2 separate regions of the Pan troglodytes genome follow, and region 2 is linked to region 1. A link is a contact called in public Hi-C data. All regions are on one chromosome and are shown on one strand. Each heading gives the region's core, a stretch centred on a gene start, on an enhancer-like site or on the middle of the called end of the contact. The rest is flanking DNA. Distances are from core to core; before and after follow the strand shown.

Region 1 (3,744 bases), core at 845-3,344:
AGCTATTGAGCTAAAAAAAAAAACTCATTATTTTTATCCTTACAAGAAAAGAAGATTAGTAATGGTGTGCATGCAATTAGAATAAAAGACATTATCCATTTAGTTTTGGCATGAAGCATGAGGCTATATTAACTCTCCCATCTTCTGTCATAATGTAGTCTGAGGAGATCTGGACTACATGGATATCCCTGCATTCTCTTCCTGTGGCTGCTGTAATAAATTATTACAAATGTGGCGGCTTAAACAACAGAAATGGATTCTCTCTTAGCTCTGGATGCCAGGAGTCTGAAATCAGGATGTAGCAAGAACACACTCCTCTGAAAGGAGGGGAGTAGTGAACAATCTGCCTCTTGACTCTTCCAGCTTCTTGTGGCTGTTGACAATCTTCAGCTTGCGGCCACATCTCTTTCTCTGCTCCATCTTCAGATTACCTGTCCTGTCAAATCTGCTTTCTGTTCTGTCTGATATACTTCTGCCCCTCTCTTATAAGGATGCATGTGATTATATTTAGGGTCCACCAAACAATCCAATATAAATCTCTCATCTAAATATTCTTAATCATATATTTTGCCATATAAGTTAGTATTATTATATATAATATTATACTTACCATGTGAGTTCATTAGTCAACTTTCACTCTTTTGCCATATAAAGTAATATTTACTGGTTCTAGGCATTAGGATGTTGACATGCCTTTGTGACTACCATTCAGTCTACTGTAATCCCACAGATTATCCTACTAAATTACTGTATGAGTGGCATCATATCAACCAAAGTAGATAAGTAGGAACTAGCCAGCAAATTAGATGTTTCCTTAGTTACACGTGCTCCAAAGAGTTTAAGATAACCATATGATAATTGAGGGGCCTACCACATAAGTATAAATTTAAAGATCTGGTGATCTTGGGTAAAAGGTACATCTCCTCTAAGGTAAAGAACAAATAAAGAGGATTCTAGAGAAAAAATATATATATTATTAGCAGACCTGCAATCTATTCTCTCTTTTGTCATTAAAAAGGAAAATATGGCCTAATTAAAAGCTTTTGTATAGAGGCTAATGAAATTCCTCCATATATTATGAACTCTAGAGATAGAGTTCTTACCTATAAGATACTTTCAGCCAGACATAACTGACCTATCCGCGTTGCTTATTGTAATTAAAATTAGGATATTTGGATTTATAGAGTAGCACTCTGGACAATGCCATATAAGCTATGTAATTATCAAAGTATAAAATGCATACTTTGGTCATGGAGTTAGTGAATAAAATAGCTCCTATCTAATTATGTTCTGTATGCATTACTTGGAAACTGCATGTTACATCAGTGCGGGTACTAATGCAGCAAGGTAAGGTCTGGGGAGCAGCACTGGCAGTAGGTCCCAGTACTGCACTTCTCCACATTGTGCCTGATCCTTGTATTATTGTAATTATCTATAAACTTCAGCACTAGGTATATTTTGGATTTTTATTAGTCTGGTTTGGACAATGTGATCCTTTGTACTTTTCCAGGAACAATAATGTAAGGCATACAAAATAGCTTAAATCAATACTATTTATTTTTATAGTGCTGGGACTTTAATATGTAAAATACGTGGGTCTGGAATCCAAGTGGTGGAAATAAGGATAGTTTTGTTTACCATCATCCCCAGTGTACTACCTTGGGTGATTGTACTTATTGTTTCTACAAGTCTGGGCTCTGCAGTGTAGGTGACCAGGTCTTGGTTCTCAAAGGGGGAACCCTTCTGCCAGGGGATACAGCAAGAGTTTCAATCAATGGTAGCTACAGCTTCCACCTAGGCATTTTGCATTCCTGTTCTAAAAGAACAATAGAGAAGAAGGGGATTCACCATCTTTGTAACTGTAAGGAATCCAGACTACCAGAAGGTGATAGGGCTGCTGTGATGCAGTGGGAGCAGAGAGGGAAAATCTTGATGTCCAGGTTATCCACTTATGTTCCTCTGAGTACTCTTTTGTCCACTTTTGACAGTTAATGAACAAAAGGACCAACTCTGGCCTGAGAAAGGCACTGTATGTGTGGACTAAAATACCTGAGGATTAAGGGTCTGACTCATACAAACAGGTGAGCCAAAATGACCACTAGAGGCGCTAAGTGACAGTGGGGGTGAACAGGACTGGCCAGAGAAGAGAAACAATGATTATCAGTTCTGGCTTTCAAACAGCCTTTCCTGTAAATTCATCCCACCAGCTTTCCATTCCTAAGTCTCTTCTGGAAAAAAAGTCCATTGGAAACACTGGAGCGTTTTTCCAAAATCTCTATGAAGAGCAGCACAAAGGGTGGGTGGTAATGGATGCTGAGATAAACTGTCCAGTTAGCCCTTCGGGTAAAAAGGAATTACCCTCCCAGTTCCTGGGATTCCTGGAGAAATATGGCCCTCAACTGTCAACCTTCTTTGGGGATTGTCTCAACTAAAAGAAGCTGCCTCACCCAAACTCACATCTCTTCCCAGGGCAACCCTCATCCAATAACAGATGTTGACGTCAAAAGGTCCAATTGCCTCATCCCAACTGAGGTAATCATAGTTTGAGAGCTCCTGATTAGATCCATTGTAACCTTCTTTGAGACTACCTTAACACTTCACCTTGTCCCTCTGCTCAATCCTGCTTCCTTCCTCTCCCTATAAGTATTCTAAACACTAATGTCTATTTCAGAATCTGCTACTGAGGAAATACAACTTGCAGCAACATCCAAACCATATCCAAAAATACAACTTATTTACTAATGAGTGTGGTTGTGAAAGAAAAAAAGTACAATTCCCCCATATAATTTTAAATTTTCCATCTTTCTTCTCCTCCCCATGTCTATTTCTAAAAGGTCAATATAGCCATGAAATTTAGAATCTCACCCAATACCATTCTAATTTTTCTTTTCCAAATGGTCACTCTGACCTTAATATACTATTTGAATTCATTTCACTTTTCTCTTTTTGTATGACACACCATGTCTCTGAAATATGTCCACATATGTGGTATCCATGAGATTATTAAAGTCTTCAGAATAAATAAGATTGGAGAGAGAACAGAGGGAGAGAGGAAGGGAGAGAGGGAAGGAGAGAGGGAGGCAGAGAGGCAGAATCAGGGACAGAGAGACCGAGATAATAGAAATAGTAAAGAAAGAAGGAAATCAAGGAATAAATATAGGAGAATTTCTACTGTTAGGATAAGAAAGAAGGAAGGGTGAGATCTACTTTTCTTCATTTGCAAAACAAAAGTCTTGGAAAAGTTTTCTATATAAAAAGCTAGATGGAAGAGCTAATATGACAATCCAAAGCCAAAAATCAAAGGTCCAGGAGATGAAAATAAGTGTGTGCAATATGGATATGCTTCTACAAAAATTATGACCTAAAGGAAATGACACTATCTGAATTCTTCTAAGATTGCTTTATCCAAATATTACATGGTTTAAGAAAATAAAATAAAGGGCAGGTATCTCCATCTGAGACAAGCAAAAGTTTTTGCTTTTGCTTTCATAATTAAAATCTGGAATTTCATAGTATTTTGAAATATATTTGAGAGAAAAATACTAAAAATATTTGACTATCAATTTGAAACTTTGTTGAGAAACTTACAACCTTTATTCCTCCATTTATGCCATCATAATTACTTTTATAGTCATTATGAAGTTCCCATTTATGTGTCCATTTTGTTAGCAGCACACTGTATTTTAACCTTCAAAATAAACTATAAATATTTACAGATTCTAATTCCCATAGGTATCTTTAAAT
Region 2 (3,720 bases), core at 182-2,681, 180 kb after region 1:
CCTCAAGTAACTATAGACACATTTATAATATTAGGATTAAAACAGATGCAATATGATGTAAATTCTTGGGGACAATAACTTTCAAATGCATTTGAGTCCTAATTGAGATTTCTTATATTAAAAAATAGGATATATTTTCAGTGAAAGGTTGATGGAGATTTCATACTCGGTATGTGTCTGATATCTCAATTCATTGTCTTTTAAATGTCGAAGTAAAAGGAAGCAATGTCCACAGACCCAGTCTATCTATATATTTTAACCCTTAGGAATTACAATTTCTAGAAAAATCAATAGAAGATGGAAATATTAAAGGCATAATTGTACGAGAGGGATGTTTCAGGGTGGCTACCAACTTCTTCCTTTTTATATTATTGAGAACACTTTTTCCATATTCAAAGAAATGAAATTGCTCCAGTAAGGTTGAATGATGCAGGGTAAGAGAGTTTGCCATTTACCCTTTCTTTGCTCTTGTGAGGCAGCTATTCTGCCTTTTCTTGGGCCCTAGATTACAGAAGTGTTTGAAAGCTTAGAAATAAACACTCTTCCCATCCCGCTATCCATCTATCAGTGAATTCTTCTTCAAGTAAAAACACAAGTCAGACTGATAGAAAAACTATATTTCCAGGTATGGCTGTGCATATGGGGGGGATATTTCAGTTGGGGGGATCACTAATGGAATATACCATTTATAACTAAAAGAAGAATATAAGCCTCTTTATTTATTTATGCATAGTGTTTTTAAATGACCAAATCCCTAGATAGATAGATACACATTAATACCTAACCAAAACATATAACTTTAATAAGCTATTCATAAATGACTGCACATATCTATAAATTACCACATTCATCTATCAATAACAGCTGAAAATCGTGTGCCTTGGATGACACACACTGATAGTCTGCACTGCAAACTTTGTTTAAAGCACTAAATACAATATCAAGTCCTCTGTCAATGACAGCAGAAGGTTCTAGTGCACTATTTGTTTCATAATCCTGTATTTAGCTGACTCTTTACTTCTCTGCAGCTCAAGTTGCCGGCAAATGCTGAACTGGAGCACGAGAGTCAATCCTTGTTTGGTTAACAAATTCCCCGCAAAATATCCCCCCGAAACCCCCAGGAGCTGTAGTGATGTCATATCCGTTGTCCAGGTCTCCACACCTCTCTCAGCAGTTACTCCCTTTATCTATTCCTTGGGTCAAAACTTTTGAGGTGGGCTAGCTATATAGCAGCGGGGGAGAGGGTAAACTGGGGCGCGCGGGTTGGAGGCGCTTCAGCACCGCGGCCAGCGCCCACTGCAGCCCAACCCACTCTCTTGAGCTCCCGGACTCCTAGCTCTGAGAATGCCTGCGGAATGATCGCCCCCCAGGGCGGCTGCCGCCGCTGCCGCTGCTGCTGTTATTGCTACTGCTGCTGCCGCCTCTGCTTCCACTCGGCTCTGACTGGCAGGCAGAAAGTGCAACTGACGAGGGAAAGGTCTCTGCAGTGAGTGGAGAGCCTACATAAAAGAGAGTAAAGAGGGGCAAAAACCCAGATCAGAATGCAGGCGACGTCCAACCTTCTCAACCTCCTGCTGCTGTCTTTGCTTGCCGGATTAGATCCTTCCAAGGTATGAACAATATTTTGAGTCTTGTTTGAAATAAATGTGCAATATGTAACAAACCTAACAGAAATGCAAATAAATATGTCAAAAACGGGACGAGAGACAGCTCTTTCAGCTACCTTATGGTGTCTGGCGTATCCCCACTGCTTGGAAGATAACAAGGTGAACTACCGGAGGAATAGCTCCTCAAGGTAGAGTCCTACTGCGCGGGGGGAGGGACTAGGAGAAAATATAATGTGCATGGGCAGCGGGCAATGCGGCTCTCCGGGGAATTTAGCTTATTCCGTGTCCAACTGCTTAATGCTCTCTTTTGAAGTCGGACGGGTAATGCAAAGGAGTTTGCAGTAGAAACAATGCAATTTATAAACATGTATTAGGACATGGTGAACCGTTTCTTTGTTGAAAGCAGGGAAGCGTTTTCCAGCTGATCCTGGTCAATAATACTCCCATCGCAGACGTGCTGCGGTTTGTGTCCAAAACATTTGGGATGCTGCTTGTAAAACACATGGCAGAGCAGCAGAGCTATACTCTCTGCCATGGCTGAGAGGCGTTGGTGAAAGGAGCTTGTGTTTGTTTCTTCCTTTTCATTAAGAAAATTAGGGGGCACTGAGGAAGTTCTGATTATCAGTGTTAAGAAACAGGAAGTGAGAACCTTAACAAACTAAGGAGGGCAATAGGAAGGATGAGTTAACTCATAGACGTTGAACTCTGAAAATTATCTAGTACTGGCAATGAAAGTGAACGCTAAACTCCTTTGATAAAAAGACAGGAAAATATGGACAAATATTTTCAACGATGTCTGAGAAAAGTCTTGATGACAAAGTGAGATAATATGAAAGCTTCAGCCTTCTAAGAAAATCATAATGACAGGGAATAAGAGATAAGCCACCTGGTGAAAAAGAGTAAGAGATACAATTTATTATTTTACTTATTTAACTGGCCAACAGCAATTTGACAATATAGGAAGAATGATTCCATGCTATAAAACTAATACAAGCTATATTTTGGAATATTATAAAGTTATTTTTAAAGCTTTACATCATGTGTGTAGTGTAGACAAATTAAGTTTCCTTTCATTACTGAATAGAACTAAGATGTAACCAAGCATAATTTAATACTGTGGTTGTGATATTTGTAGGCCTAATATAGTATACAGTTAAAACTTAGAATCATGTCGTATATATTTATAATTATTTCTGTACTCTTTCATATTTAGAAGGACCTGATGAGAATAAACTCATTTTATTTTAAAGCTTTGATTGAACTGGTATTATTGATGTAAACGCTTCACTCTGTGTGAATGTCATCTTAATAATCTTAAAGGCATATTTTATATACTAAGGTGTAGCTTTAAAGCATTTCACACTTAGGAAAAAGTGTTGATTTTGTTTTTATATTTAATTTTTTTTCTTCTTGACTCTGCACCCTGTAGTGACACATTCTATCCACTGCCACTCTTTTTATATGATATTGTTTAAAACTTTTGAATACATTCCATATGATTTGGGAATATTCTTGGTAAAACATTTTCTAAAAGCAAAGTTAATCACTAAGTTACTGCAGAAAAAGTCACTTGACTTAAAGTGAGTTTTATTTGTTTTTCTTTAAAATAAATTCAGAAATGTAGAGCTTCATTAACAATTTTGTGTGTGATTTGATTTGTCTGTTATCTTTGATGCATAAATATCTTCACTGCTTGCACCCCTTTCTTTCCAAAATTAAATATGTAGATAATTTTCTGTTAAATATGAAGACATTTTTAAAATAAGCAATGCATCTTTGGTCAATATAATCTTTTCTAGTTTTGGTGAGTTTATTTGTGTGTATTCAATGCTATAAAACTTTTCACTTTCTTCAGAATGAGCTGTGGATATTTGCTACAGATGAGCTGAAAAATCCAGGGAGGGCATACATTAACTTTTCAAACTGTCCTTCTCAGCTTCCACATACTGCAATACAGTGTGCAAAGAACAAAAGATGATTTTTTTAAAAGACGATATTTGTTCTATATCATAGACATTACAGAGAATATTAAAACTTTCAAAACAAGTAATTTTAATGTTGTAAAAAGTTTTAGGACTTTTAGACAAAACATTGCTTTAAAAAATGAAGAGAA

Evidence for each region. Hi-C and Micro-C count contacts between places; a contact is called where the count stands out from the background.
Region 2: a Hi-C map of induced pluripotent stem cells shows a contact between it and region 1, with 2.0 times the contacts expected there. The contact joins the promoter of OLFM3 here to the enhancer-like site in region 1. A contact is called at or near these places in 3 of 7 Hi-C or Micro-C datasets (induced pluripotent stem cells and stem cell-derived neural progenitor cells) and 1 of 1 datasets of contacts at active chromatin or transcription factors (stem cell-derived excitatory neurons).

What each region holds. Positions count from the first base shown.
Region 1 is chr1:128,995,922-128,999,665 of NHGRI_mPanTro3-v2.0_pri, forward strand. No RefSeq gene overlaps it. Among named protein-coding and RNA genes, the nearest start is that of OLFM3, 180 kb to the right of the region's middle. Within about 2 kb of position 2,095, at least 1 of the 24 cell types and tissues checked has an H3K27ac peak or open chromatin away from gene starts, as enhancers often do. A contact at or near this core is called in induced pluripotent stem cells, where this site is marked.
Region 2 is chr1:129,180,469-129,184,188 of NHGRI_mPanTro3-v2.0_pri, forward strand. OLFM3 (olfactomedin 3) reads left to right here and starts at 1,432. Exons shown (of 6, transcript XM_001139550.8): 1 at 1,432-1,610. The coding sequence starts at 1,542.